5 separate regions of the Mus musculus genome follow, and regions 1, 2, 4 and 5 are each linked to region 3. Evidence: chromatin contacts called from public Micro-C and promoter capture Hi-C data. All regions are on one chromosome and are shown on one strand. Each heading gives the region's core, a stretch centred on a gene start, on an enhancer-like site or on the middle of the called end of the contact. The rest is flanking DNA. Distances are from core to core; before and after follow the strand shown.

Evidence for each region. Promoter capture Hi-C pulls out the DNA fragments that hold promoters and counts their contacts. A called contact is a pair of places that touch in the nucleus more often than the background predicts.
Region 1: a contact with region 3 is called in a promoter capture Hi-C map of embryonic stem cells, with 7 times the contacts expected there. The contact joins the promoter of Pitpnc1 here to the promoter of Axin2 in region 3. A contact is called at or near these places in 2 of 39 promoter capture datasets (cranial neural crest and embryonic stem cells) and 1 of 115 datasets of contacts at active chromatin or transcription factors (astrocytes).
Region 2: a promoter capture Hi-C map of embryonic stem cells shows a contact between it and region 3, with 6 times the contacts expected there. The contact joins the promoter of Map2k6 here to the promoter of Axin2 in region 3. A contact is called at or near these places in 1 of 39 promoter capture datasets (embryonic stem cells) and 2 of 115 datasets of contacts at active chromatin or transcription factors (embryonic stem cells and pancreatic cancer cells).
Region 4: a promoter capture Hi-C map of embryonic stem cells shows a contact between it and region 3, with 6 times the contacts expected there. The contact joins the promoter of Bptf here to the promoter of Axin2 in region 3. A contact is called at or near these places in 1 of 39 promoter capture datasets (embryonic stem cells) and 1 of 115 datasets of contacts at active chromatin or transcription factors (astrocytes).
Region 5: a contact with region 3 is called in a Micro-C map of embryonic stem cells, with 2.9 times the contacts expected there. The contact joins the promoter of Cacng4 here to the promoter of Axin2 in region 3. A contact is called at or near these places in 2 of 39 promoter capture datasets (both in embryonic stem cells), 3 of 484 Hi-C or Micro-C datasets (all in embryonic stem cells) and 5 of 115 datasets of contacts at active chromatin or transcription factors (astrocytes, embryonic stem cells, forebrain and 1 more).

The regions. Positions count from the first base shown.
Region 1 is chr11:107,469,333-107,472,032 of GRCm38.p6, reverse strand. Pitpnc1 (phosphatidylinositol transfer protein, cytoplasmic 1) reads left to right here and starts at 1,313. Exons shown (of 9, transcript NM_001359616.1): 1 at 1,313-2,142. The coding sequence starts at 2,095.
Region 2 is chr11:110,397,741-110,400,440 of GRCm38.p6, reverse strand. Map2k6 (mitogen-activated protein kinase kinase 6) reads right to left here and starts at 1,339. Exons shown (of 12, transcript NM_011943.3): 1 at 1,016-1,339. The coding sequence starts at 1,031.
Region 3 is chr11:108,918,990-108,921,735 of GRCm38.p6, reverse strand. Axin2 (axin 2) reads right to left here and starts at 1,387. Exons shown (of 11, transcript NM_015732.4): 1 at 1,175-1,387.
Region 4 is chr11:107,130,887-107,133,586 of GRCm38.p6, reverse strand. Bptf (bromodomain PHD finger transcription factor) reads left to right here and starts at 1,440. Exons shown (of 28, transcript NM_176850.3): 1 at 1,440-2,313. The coding sequence starts at 1,665.
Region 5 is chr11:107,793,385-107,796,084 of GRCm38.p6, reverse strand. Cacng4 (calcium channel, voltage-dependent, gamma subunit 4) reads left to right here and starts at 1,379. Exons shown (of 4, transcript NM_019431.4): 1 at 1,379-1,840. The coding sequence starts at 1,621. Gm11650 (predicted gene 11650) reads right to left here and starts at 2,213. Exons shown (of 2, transcript NR_165828.1): 1 at 2,120-2,213; 2 at 232-1,147.

The DNA of each region.
Region 1 (2,700 bases), core at 64-2,563, 1.4 Mb after region 3:
TCTTTCTTTCTTTCTTTCTTTCTTTCTTTCTTTCTTTCTTTCTTTCTTTACCAGAATATAAGCTATGTTTAGGGTGTCATTTTCCTAGCAGGCTGGATCATGTTCCCTGAGCTCTAAACTTGGGTCATCTGGACAACATTAGCCAGAGCCCACCCTCATTATGTTGATTAGTGACTTATTGAGCATCATTTTAACATACTATACCATTGAGGCCTGCAGAGTCTGCATTGCCCAATGCAAGCTCTATGGGTGAATGTGGGTCTCCAGAACTCACAAATGCACACACACACACACACACACACACACGTTTGTGTGAACATATGCATCTATGTTTGAGAGCCAGTGATGTTTACACATTATCCTCCTATAGGCAGTGGATGCACTTTTTTCCTCCATTTTTAGGAAAACAAGCTAAAAAAAAAAAAAAAAAAAAAAAAAAACAAACCAAAACCGAATGCCAGACAAATGAAAACCAGACTTCAGCAGTTACATGCTGCTTCCTGAGTAACTAAAGAATGTGCTTCTTGTGGTTAAAATGAGAGATCTGTTTAATATGGATGAAATACCAACACCCCGGGCATTTTTATTGACATTTCACTGTGACTTTTTGAACTTAGGAGTGCTGACACGAAAACCTATTCTTTCTGCTCTGGGAAGCCTGCAGTTGGGATTGCAGAGAGCCAGGGAGAAAGAGGTAGCAGGCAATGCTTCTCTCTCTCTCTCTCTCTCTCTCTCTCTCTCTCTGTGTGTGTGTGTGTGTGTGTGTGTGGTTGCGAGCGCGCACGCATTTTTACTCTGTTTTCACCAACACTGCTGCAGAACTCCGCCTTGAGAGCATGTTAGAAAAACCCATTCTAAAACCATCATTTCTCTTGCTCCGGCCTTGCTTACTCCATCAGAGAGAAAAAAATGTTCGCTGTGAGCATTTGTAAACACGCCCCCAGCCCCAAAGTCAAGGGGCACTAGTGCACTTTGGAAACGGTTTCCAAAGCGACTAAGTAGAGAGCCCTATGGCACCCAGGTTACATTTGAAAACAGATCCAACGTTGTAAGAGTCCAGGATAGCTTCTTTGCGATTCTCTGTTCTCTTTGCGTTAGCTGTTCTAGGTTCTGGGACAGCCCTGGCGTCTGGCAGCAGACGGGAGAGACATGCTGTTTTGTTTAAATCCTCCACATTCTTTGCCATTTCCCCATTGGCCGGATGGGGCTACCCTCCCCGCCGCGGCCGCTGCTGATGTCAGCCTCGTCGCTCTCGCTCCTCCCGCACCCACCTCCCTGCCCCAGGCACACTGCAGCTCGGCGCGGACTCTCCAGTCGCGGCGAGGTGGCTGCAAACTCACGGGCACGCACGGCGCTCTCAGAGCCGAGGGACTCGGGGGAGGGGACGCGCGCAAGCCGCTGGCAGCCAACCGCCTAGGTTGAAGACACCCGGGGCCCAGAGCAGGGCAGAGCCTTGGCGGCTGCGGCTTCCCTTTTCTCTCTCAGCTGAGCTCCGGAGAGACTCGGGGACTGGCCCTAAAAAAGAGCAGGAAATCTTGTTTACCGCCCGGGGAGAGGAGCCCATCGAGCCTTTGTTTGGAAAGTCAGCATCGCCTGCTCCCGCGGCAATGTGTTCCTGGTGACATTAACCCACGGTAGACGGGTAGGAGAAAAAGGGGGCTCGCCAGGTTCAGCTCTGCTTTCGGAGGAGGATCCAGAGGAGACTTTTGTGCGTTTGTTTGAATTTGTGGAAATCCCTTTTCCTCCTCCTTTTGCCTCTCTTGCCCGCCGCCGGGCATGTCCTGATCTGGTGGCCGCGCCTACCAGCCCGGGGCTGCTGATCCGAGCTGTCTCCCGCGGGTCTCCCTCCCTCAGTGCCTGACTTTGCAATACCGAGAGGGCTGATCTCTGCGAGGAAGGAGGCGGGGGAGTCACAGACACCGGGACCCGAAGCTTGACATGCTCCGGGGCGGACCGGAGGCAGTTAGGAGCTGAGCGCACCACCGGGGCTGCTTCGCTTGCCGGTTCCCAGCGTCTTTGCCCTCCTCTGGGCTCCAGCCTTGCTCATCTGTTGGGACGCCCCCTTCTTTCCCGAGGTCTGCGGCCGGCAGGAACATGCTGCTCAAGGAGTACCGAATCTGCATGCCGCTCACCGTGGACGAGGTAGGCACCGCGCCCGGCCTCGCCCGCTCCGGGTCCCCAGCCGCCACCACTCGGCCGGCGGGTCCACTGCGTGCGGCGGGGAAACCCTGGCGCCCAAACCTGGAGGCTGGAGGGGGAGGAGGCAGGGGATTCGCTGTTCCCACTCGTCACCCCAGCAGAGGAAAGGCGGCGTGGGGGTGGGGCGGGGGAGTCCAGGTGAGCTCTTCGGGGACATCTAGAATCAGATTCCTGGGGACCACAATGCGTCACAGGGAGCTGTTGCGCCCCCTCCCTCCAATTAAGCAAATGCACAGAGTATAAGAGCCCAAGCATGCTCTGCAGCCGGAGTATCGGGGTAACCGGCCGTGGTGGTAGCCACTGTCCCCATGTCCTCTTTACAAGGTGGGCTTGCAGGGACAAATTCCGCGCGGGTGGGATCTGCAGACCAGAGTCCCGCCTTGGGGGCATGTGGGAGGCCTGGAGAGGGTCCGTTTAGAACCCGACTTCTTGTCGCCTCCGGTCTAGGCGCTGGCTCCTGCCCAGCCGAGCATCCAGGCTCCCTCCGCGATCTGGATTGTC
Region 2 (2,700 bases), core at 90-2,589, 1.5 Mb before region 3:
TTTTTTAGTTCCCTCTACAGAACATCAGTAAGTTTGCAAAATACAACCTTACAAAACATTTTTTTAATTAAATTTGAAAAAGAAAAAGAAGGCAACCATAGTCCTGAACTTCTGACCAAGTCTATGCAGTTACACACTTAGAAGATTTCACTGTAGTTGCCAATGAGACAGTAAAGTCTCAGGTTTGCTCTAATGCTCACAAACACGCTCACCCCCTGAAATCCTCCCCCACACACAAAAGCATCTTCCAAATGGCCAACACATTGAGGTCTTCCCCTCTGCAAGCAACTGATACAAAGTATAAAACCTCGGAAGAGCAAGACTTTTTTTTTTAAATAATAATAATAATACACTGCTCTCCAGACTTCACCTTTACTTCCCTTAAAAAATCAAAAGTTGCCTAATGTCCACAGCGAAATCAATAAAAATGTAAGCTGAATGCTGCCACCGCAGTGGTTCCTTCCCCCCAAAGAATAGAAGATCACAGAAATTTCCTGCTAGTTTAAAGCGAGGTTTGCCTTTCATCTTCACCTCTGAGACTTTTTGAAAGTTTGGATTCCTGTTGCACACAAAATTACTGTGAATATGCGTGCATACTAAAGAAATGTACTATTATATAAAGCATTGCACATTTGGACGCTACCAACCTGCTATATCTCTCCTGACCGTGCAAAAGGCAGAAAGGCTCGGTAATCCTAGCAGAAGAATGCAAATAATGTCAATGCACAGCTCAACTGCAAGCCCTGCCTTACAGGAACTCTCTGTGTCTGCAAAAAAAGAAAAAAGAAAAGAAAAGAAAGAAAAGAAAAGGAGAAGAAAAGGAAAAGAAAAGGAAAGAAAAGGAAAAGAAAGGAAGAAAGAAAGAAAAAGACACACACTAAACAGGAAATGCAACTGAGCTGTGGCAAACCTCAAACTTAAAAATGCAATCGCCGGGCGAAAATTGCATCCATGCATTCACGAATGCATGCATAAGCCTTTGCATTTTTTGCAACTAATGCAAACAGTCTCTTACCTTTCGACTGAGACATTTTCCCCTTTCCTTTGATGGGGGAGGGGAGCACAAAAGACTTTGCCTTGCTTCTCTTCTGTAGCTAGTTTTGCAACAAAGATGCAAGCTGCAGGCGTGCAATCTTCATGCAAGTGGAGTTTCTCTTGACCGATGCAGCAGATGGACTTTCAGGGAGTCAAGGTGGAATTGCACACCTTGCAAAACAGTCTAGAAAGTGATTTTTCCCCCAGTTGCAACGTTAGGGAAGGCTGTGCTGCAGCTACATGATGGGCCAGGGCTGGCAGCTAAAAGCTCCAAACTTGGAACTGAGTATCTTAGTGCGCAGACGTCCTTCCTGCGAAAGGCGCGAGGCCTGCTGGGTAGTGTAGTTCTCCTGTAGAGTCCACGCGTCTCTGATTTAAGGAAACGTGCTCCTGTAGGTGGCTGAGCTAGATGACTGACTAAGCGCGACAGAGATCTCAGATAAACATCGCACGTACACTCTTTAGTAAGGGAAGGGTGACAAACAGCGCGGTCCATGATAGGAGGCTTTTTCTGTTCTAGAAAAACCCCTGAATCAACAGCTTAGAGAGCACAGGGGTAGCGAAGACGCTTTTGGCACCCCTAGACTAAGGTCTAATTGGGGGTTCAATGTGGCTTTTTTTTTTTTAAACCGGCTCAGTATCTGTGAACTGCTCTGTCTGTAGACCGTTCACCCTGACATCTCATTTCACAACAAACATTTTTCTTGAATGGAGATTTTTGGGGTGATTTGACTCTTCAGACAAGATACAAAGTTTTTTTTTTTTTTTTTTTTTTTTTAATAAGAAGCGATCCAGGTCAGTTCTTTTCAAGAAAGCAGAATTTCAATGCTGGATAGGGATTAAGGAAGAGAGATTTACGAAGTTTCTCATTTCTTACACAGTTAGACAGGAAAATTTGTTTCATATATATCAAAGGCCAATTTTAATCAAAATTAAGGTATTTGATTTTTTTTTTTTCTTGCCTGAGGCAGGCGGGGATGAAGGAAAAAGTCCCTGGCCTTGAGAAGAAAGGGCGGCTGGTGGAGAACAGTAACCTTACGTGAATAAAGTCTACTATCTTGAATGTTTTTCAATACCATCAAGAGATGTTTGTTGGAAGTCCAGAGTTTGCTAGGCATCTTCCCAGGCTTTGGATTTTTCCTTTTTCCTGCAGTGCTTGAGCCTAGAGCTGGACTGTGTCTTGGTGGGGGAAAGCCTCCCGCTTCACTGGGCAGTTGGAGATGCAAACCTTCCCTGAAAGGGGTACAAATCGCAACACCCCCACCCTCACCTCCACCCCTTTCCCACCCACTTCATTTCGAGGCAGAGAGCTCGGGCTTGGCTTCCATTGCGCCTAGTAGAACACCTTCAGGAATGTTCTTTCAGAGCGAATAGGGAGGGAACGGTGGTTTCAGGCATCTGATCTATAGGCAAATCAGTGGGGGAGTAAGGGCCACCTGTCCATTCCTGGGACACTGAGAGTACCAGGTTGCCTTGTATACAAGCGTGGTGGTGGTCAGAATATACTGGGTGTGCGGGATTATTACAGGGCTTTAACAGCTTGGCCTTAACTCAGAAGCTCGAGGGTGGAGATAAATGGTTTTGAAACCGGGGAACTTAATCAAAGCATTGCTTTAAGAATGTAAATTTTCCCTTAGTGATCTAGGTGGGTTGGAACTGGGAGAG
Region 3 (2,746 bases), core at 138-2,637:
CAAGGAGGAACGGGGGGACGGGAGCGCCCTGGGCTCTGGCCGGTTCTACCCTCAGACTGAGCCTTCACCAGCGCTCCCGGCACCTAAGCGCGGACCCGCGGATGGGAGGGGGAGACTAGTGGGGAAAGAAGTGGGAGGGGGCGGTGGAAGGGCGGGGAGGGCAAGCGGGGGGCGCCGCCACCCTTTCATCCCACCTTCCAAAAGCACTCGCATGAACACGCACACCCCAACTCATCCACACCCACGGCGACTCGACCCCCGAGGGCGAGCTGCCCGTCTCCGCCTCCGTCCCCAACGCCACTTGGAGAAGTCTCCCTGACCGGCCCCCCGCCACCCCGGACCCCGCGCAGGGGAGGGGACTCCAGCTCACCGCGCGCAGGGCCGCCCGGCCAAACCCCCCGGAGCGCTGGGCGCCGAGCCCGCCGCTTCCCCTCCGCGCGGGCCCGGAGCGCGCCCCGAAATAGCCGGCCTGCCAACTTCAAAGCGCCGCCCCGCACATCAAAGCGCGCCGGCCGCCGGACCGCCGCGGCCTCGGCACTCACCATTGATCCGCTGGCGCACTCCTTGCGGAGACCTCGCAGGCGCCGCGGGCAGAGCCCCTGCCCGGGTCCCCCGCTGGACTCGCAGAGGCTGCCCCGGGGCCCCCCCGGGCCCGCCCGGGCGTGGGGAACATGAGGAGTCTCGCGGAGGCGGAGGAGGGGGTGCACGGAAAACAACGATCCCGAGGTCTGCGCCGGGTTTTTTTTGGGGGGGGGGATCGTGCGCCCCGCTGCCCCTTTTATGCAAAAGATCCGAGTGGGCCTCCGCCCCCACCGCGGCCGCCCCCGGCCCCCGCCCGGCCGGCTTTCAACCCAGGTCCTGTTTCCAGCAGTCACTAGGCGCACCAAATGTCCTCCGGGCGCTTCCAACAAAAACTGCGCTGTGGATTTAACTGTGCACTTCAAAGGCGCGAGCCGAGCGCACGGTCCTGGAAGGGAGGTATGCGAGCCGCACCCGGGCCAGCCCAGCGCGCTCCAGCGCCCCTTTTGGGGGGCCGTGCAATCCGCACCCCTCTACTACCCCGGCCTGCTCCCGGTCGCCCCCTCCCGCGGCCCCGCGCCCCGCTGCCAACCGCCCCCGGCCGCACGGAGCTTTCTTAGAAACGGCTGCGACGGGACCGAGCCTCCGACCCCACCTTTTACAGCAAAGCTCTCCTTTGGGGAGGCGGACGCCTCGGCCTCCGGGTGGCCCCGAAATCCATCGCGAACGGCTGCTTATTTTTATTTCCCGGTTCTTGGGCTGTTACTGAGTTGCCAGGACCTTATCAAAGCGCAGCCGGCTCCAGCCGACTCCCCCGGGCCGGGCTCGGGGAGCCAGTGATCCCGCCGCGCCAATCACAGAGGCGCTCGGCCGGCCCGCGCGCCGCCCGCCTTAAAGGGACAGCGCGCGCCCGCTCTGCCCCGCCCCGGCCCGGCCCCCGTGGCACACTCAGCTCCCGCGTTAACCCTTCCTTGGCCCTCGTCTGCCCCCCGCCGGCTGCTGGCGGCCCCGGGGTGTTCTCGGCCGGAGTTCTGATTGATTTCATGTTTCAAGTTCTCCAGCCTCTGCTCATGTCTCCTCCCCCTGCCTACCTAGCGCTCTCCAGCTCTAGAATGCCAGTTTCTCTCTGGCCATTGCAAGAACTGCAATAAAGCACCCGCCCCCCCCCCGCCCCCCTCCATCAAATCAAACACGTTCCTACCTTTTTTCAAATTTCCCTGGGAATTTGGAGAGCCTTCTGGTAGGAGCTAGATCCGCTGGCCAATTCTTAGGGCGTACTCTGACTCAGAAGGCATGATGTGTGTGTATGTGTGTGTGTGTGTGTGTGTGTGTGTGTGTGTGTGTGTGTGCACTTGTGCTCCAGTATCTATTTGCACTAATATAGAAATAGTTTGTGGACAGTTGTGTTTGGATGAAGATGGGCGGTTGTGAATTTGTCTCCACAGTGGAATCAAGGTGCGCACCTCAGTTCCCCAATATTGCAACCTTACACATCAGTCAGCACCTTCCTTGCACACTCATGGACCTCTTTCCCCAACAAATCCGTGCCCACCACACTCTCCCAAAGGGCTGCCACCATCCCATATGTTACTTATTAAACAGCCGTGGAATGCCTCCCACACATACGCGGTGTTAAAGTATTAAAAATTCACCCCACTGTCACCTTCGAATTCCTTTCCACATTCTCCCCAAAATATTTATAAGGCACGGGCCTTAAAAAAATATGCCATAAGTTCAGAACACTTATTCATTCATCTGTTGTTGTAGAGCATTTCCCCGTGGATGAGCTGATAAACTTGCGGGGGGGGGGGGGGGGGGGGAATGGAAGTGAGTAGGTAGCCTGATAGAGTTCTTACTTCACAAACGCTCAGTTCCGCCCCAACCCCTGCACCACATAAGCCAGAGTTGGTGACACATGGCTGCCACCCCAAGGTAGAGCCAATCAATAGAATGAGAATTCCAAGACCAACTTAGTAAAATGGAAGCCAGCCTGGGCTACCTAAGGCTCAATCTCTCAGAGACAAAGCAGTAACACAACAGCAGCAACAAAATATCAACAGCGGAGCCCAGGGCAAAGTAATCCAAAGAGAGGAAAGCCGAGAGAAGCAAGGGCCTGGCCTTCTGAAGGGAGGGCGAACATTCCGCTTTGGAGACTTTGAAACAGGTAAGAAACATGGCTGTCCAAAGAGGGAAAAGTGTCCCCCATGTTCTACTGGAGAAAGAACCC
Region 4 (2,700 bases), core at 191-2,690, 1.8 Mb after region 3:
GTTTGTGAGGCTGAAGCAGGAGGTTCACAAGTTTGACAGCAGCTTGGAGTTCATAGTGAGAGTCTGGCAAAACCCACCACTGCAGGGTGTGGTGCCATATACCTTTGCTCCCAGCAGAGGCTGGTGGATCTCTACTAGGAGCTGGAGGGCAGCCTGGTCTACATAGTGATTTCCAGGCTATCCAGGGCCTTACAGCGAGACCTTGCCCTAATAAAACAAAATAAAACACCCACTATCACCAAGGAATATCAGAAGATCTGCTTATTTGGGCCTGCATTGCTATAGCTGCAGCCTTTGTTTACCCAAGAACTCTTGTGGCTTACTTTCTTTCCTTTGGTGTCTTATGAGGTCCCTGTGGGTAAGTTTACCACTCTCAGAGATCAACCAAAGTGAATACATAATAACTTAGTTGGCAATTAGTAATTTTCACTTCATTTCTATTCACCGAACTATATTGTAATAAGTCAGTTAGTTAGTGGGCTGAATCCTATTAACGATTTTTCTTCAAATTACTTTTTCTGTTCTCACATCTATTAATAATCACTCATATAGGTTCCTTAAACCTTTCTTTTCTTTCCAGAGTCCACCCCGAGGACCCTGTGTTGAGCCACCTCAATTTAGCAACATTTGGTGCATGTGCCTGCGATTTCACTTTAGTGACTAGCACCCTAGGTCAAACCAAGACTGGTAATTTGTCAGGTAGACATTATTTCCAGGTAACACAAACACATAACTTTGTGAAGCCAATTCTAGACAGGACGCCATCCTTCCTATCCTTAAGTTCTGGCTGAGGTGTGGAAGTTCGTAGCTGGGAAGAGAGAAAGGTGCCTGGAGGCCGCTAGGAACCACGCTCTGGAATTTAACCCCGGGCTCTGAGGGTGGGAACTCAGGAAAGTCAGTGAAACCACGCTGGGGGTGTGGCTCCCAGCGTGCATTCCTGGAACAACTTCAGGACCCTCTAGATCCAAGCCTTTGGGAGCTCTCTATTGGGACTGACTTAGCTCCAGCTCCTGTACCTGCGTGGGTGGCTTTGCGTAGTGACTGCCCCCAGTCTGTAAGTCGTGCCTCTACGCGAGACGCCCCTCTCCCCTTTTTTTGCATTAGTTTCCCAAAAGGACCGGCGACTTGGGAGGAAAATTCCCTGTTTTCCGGCCCCGGTTTGGGAGACACGCATTGAGGTCTCCCTAAGACCTCAGCTGAGGGGGAGGTGGTCTCCCAGGAGGAGACCCCAGCCTGGGGGGACACCCCACGCTACCCATCTCGCTCCTGCGCCGCCGCCGTGCAGCCGCGCAGGGGCGCTCCGGGGCCTCCCCGCCCCCGCCGCGCCGCTCCCGCGCTCCCCCTAGCGGCCGCCGCGCCGCCTCGCTCTGTCCCAGGCTCGTCGGGCGGCGCAGCTCACGTGACCGCGCTCCGGGCCTGCGGCCGCTGTCGGTTCCCCCAGTCACCGAGCGAGAGGGAAGAAACAAGATGGCGGCTGCAGGCGATCCGGAGCGGGGCCCCGGCAATTCGGACTGAGCCTTCTCCCTCCACCCCGCCGCTGCCGGGCCGCGCCCCTCCCGCCCGGACCCCGGCGCCCTCCCCTCCCCCTCGGCCCCGGCGCCCCCCGCGCCCCTCCCCCACCCCTTCCGCTCCCCCCCCACCCCCCCGCAAGCCGCGGCTCCGACATGAGGGGCCGGCGGGGCAGGCCGCCCAAGCAGCCCGCGGCTCCTGCTGCGGAGCGCTGCGCCCCGGCCCCGCCGCCGCCGCCGCCGCCGCCACCACCGCCGCCGCCACCGCCGCCGCCGCCGCCGCCCGCCTCCGGACCCATAGGGGGGCTGCGCTCGCGGCACCGCGGCAGCAGTCGGGGCAGGTGGGCCGCCGCCCAGGCTGAGGTGGCGCCCAAGACCCGGTTGAGCTCGCCCAGGGGGGGCGGCCGCAGGAAACAGCCGCCACCGCCACCGCCGGCCTCCGGCAGCAGCGCCAGCGGCCCGGGCCGGGGGGGCCGAGGAGGCGGGGGCGGCAGGACGGGGGGCGGGGGCGGCCACCTGGCCCGGACCACCCCGGCCCGCCGCGCCGTCAACAAAGTGGTGTACGATGACCACGAGAGTGACGACGACGACGAGGAGGAGGACATGGTCTCGGAGGAGGACGAGGAGGAGGAGGAGGATGGCGACGCCGAGGAGACCCAGGATTCCGAGGACGAGGAGGAAGATGACATGGAAGAAGACGACGATGACTCCGATTATCCGGAGGAGATGGAAGACGACGACGACGACGCTAGTTACTGCACGGAAAGCAGCTTCAGGAGCCATAGTACATACAGCAGCACTCCAGGTAACCACCCAGGCCGCCGGGAGACTCCTTCCCCACCTCCTCCCTCCCCCTGGCTTGCTCCCTCTCCAGTGCAGTGCATCCTGCTTCCTAGCTCCCCCCCCCCTTCCCGGCCTGTCCCCCACGCGGAGGCCACGGCGCGTCTAGTGACAAAAAAAAAAAAAAAAAAAGAAAAAAAAGACAAAAACAAAACTAGATTTGCAAGAGGAAAGAGGCGCATTGTTCAAAATGGAGATTGCATTGTTGCAGTTTGCAGGCCACAGACTCGTTCGCTCTTCTCCCCCCTCCCTCTTTATCCCCTTCAAAATTTGTGCCAAGTGCGGTGGCTCCACCAGGCAGGATTGAAACTTTGGCACACAAGTATCCATTGAGTTCGTCTTTCTCCCCTTG
Region 5 (2,700 bases), core at 130-2,629, 1.1 Mb after region 3:
CAGACACCCCCCAAAGGCAGAGGAAAAGGCCAGCAACGCTGATTGGGCTAGTCAGCCTGGCCCTCACATTTTATTATTCTGGTTTTTTTTTTCTATTTGTTTATATTCCCTTCTCCCAGCAAAAGATAATTTTTCCCAGGGCAAACATTTGCACATTGCTACCACACACGGCTATATACGAGGGGGGAGCTCACACTCTCCAGAGAGGAAGAACAGTGAGTGCTCTGAGGCTGGGGTCATTCATTTATTTTCTCTGAGGAAAGCTGGGAAAGTGGCCCGGGAGGTAAAATTGCAAGGGCAGCAGCTTTCCATGTGTCTCTTTCAATCCCAGGGGGTCAGAACAGCAGCCCACAGAACAACCCTCGAGGATGCAACAGGGACAAGGGTGTAAGAAATGGCCTGAGTTCCCCCCCCCCCCGTGGGTTTCAGGCCTCCTGCAGGGGAGGAGGGGAACTGGGTGGCAAGGAAGGAGCCTGGCTCCAAGGAGCTCGGAGTGTATCCAGCTTGGGACCCTGCCAGCACCAAAAGCAATTAAGGGAAGAGGCCAGAGGCCCCGAGGCAGAGTCTGACAAGGTTAAGGGGAGGTGAGGAAGAGCCGGTTAGGCTGAGGAAGAGCCAACCGGAGAAAAAGTAAAGGTTCAGAGAAGGACAGGGAGAAGAAACAGCTGGAGGCTACAATGTAGTTGCTGGTGTTCCTGCCTCTATCAGCAATGGACTATCAGAAGTGTGACTGTAGTGTGTCACATCCTCAGTCCCCCTTCGAAGAAGTCCAGAGCTCCCCAGTGCCTGCTAGAACCCCTTGGCTTGCTTCGGTTGAAATGGAGGTGATCTTCATCTGGCTTGGCCCATAAAGAATGTCTCCCGTCTGTGACCCACATCTGGGCCCTTTGGAAACGCGAGGAGTCTCACAGTACATCCCTGCCTAGACCTTCATAACCAGGTACAGCCATAAGGCCGTGGGGAAAGAAGGAAAGGGGACGCAATCTCCATCCCACAGAATGGGATACAGAATCCTGGGGACTAAGGAGATCCTGGCTGTCCCGGGTTGGAAAGAGAGGTGACTGGAGACGCAGCTTCCCCGGGGTCCTTCCAGGGAACCAATCTTTCTTTCCCTCGGCTTCCTTCGCTCTGATAATGTGAATGAAGCCTGGGAGAGAAAAGAGAGCGCGCGTGAGCGCAGGGAGGGGAGAGAGGGGAGGGAAAATCCCGGCCGTGGGAGAGCGAGCGCGGGGCCAGAGGCGGAGGGGCGGCGCCGAGAGAGCGCGCCGGGCGGCGGGCGGTGGGTGGAGGCGCGGAGGGCGCGGGCCAAGAGCGGAGGGGAGGGCGGGCCGAGAGGGAGGAGCCCCCGGCCGCCACCGCCGCCGCTGCCGCCGCCGCCAGCCCGCCCGGCGGCCCGCGTAGCCCGCGCAGCCCTCACTCGCCGCCGCGCCTCGGAGTTTGAGCCCCGCGCAGCCGGAGCGCAGGCACGCCCGGGGCGCGGGGTCGGAGCGCGCAGCGCGGCGCCGCCCCCCGGCCCTCGGCCCCCCAGCCCCTGGAGCCCCCGGAGCCGCGCGCCGAGGGAGGAGGGCGGGCGGGCGCGGCGGGCCGGGCCGGCGGGCGGCGGACTATGAGGCGCCCACCATGGTGCGATGCGACCGCGGGCTGCAGATGCTGCTGACCACGGCCGGAGCCTTCGCCGCCTTCTCGCTCATGGCCATCGCCATCGGCACCGACTACTGGCTGTACTCCAGCGCGCACATCTGCAACGGCACCAACCTGACCATGGACGACGGGCCCCCGCCCCGCCGCGCTCGCGGCGACCTCACCCATTCGGGACTGTGGCGGGTGTGTTGCATCGAAGGTAGGACCCCTACCCCCAACGCACACACATAACACGCACACATGCACACGCACACATTGCCCCGGGGAGTGGGCCGGGGGAGGGGTGGGCGCGGCGCTGGCTCCACGCGAGACACAAAGAACCTAAAGCTGGGAGGGTGGGTTCCCGAGTGGACACGGGCGCAGCAGCCTCGGGTCCCTCTAGGCTGGGGACCTCCCCAACACACCGATCCCACAAACTCTCGGCTCGCACGCGCACACCCCCTCGCGCACAGACACAATGAAACACACAGAAACTCACGCACGCGCGCGCAACCCGAGAGCGGAGCGATCCCCAGGGGCCTCGCCGGCGCCCCTGGGGGAGGTGGAGGCTGGCGTGGGGGCGGGAGGAGTCTAGGGTTGGGGGGAAAGCGGACGCGGGAGGAGGGGGAGGGGTTGCTTGGCAACCGGTGTCTGTGCGATTGCTATGGGAACTGGCCATCCTGGGGCGGGGCCGGCCGGGGGCGGGGAGCCCCGGGGCAGCTAGGCGCTCACTCCAAGCCCCCAACTGAGAGGGTAAGGGCGGGGTACAGGTTGGGCCCCAAGCGGTTCTGGGGGAGCCAGGTAGCTCCAGCCGGCCGGCCTTCTCTTGATCCCTGACACCACAGACTCACTCCTCTCTGCGCGATGGGTACAAGAGGGGAACCGCGCCGCGTCTCCCGTAACTGAGGCAGCAAGCCCTGGGTCACTGCCCCTCAGCACGAAGTCGGCAAGAGACCTCCGTAGGAACCAAACTGGGGAGAGGAGAGTCAACAGCGGACCAAGAGTGGGCTGGGAGGGGCGTGGTCGCTGTTAGGGCAGGGCGGGGCTCTGTGACCCCCCTAGTATACAGAGACTTGAGAG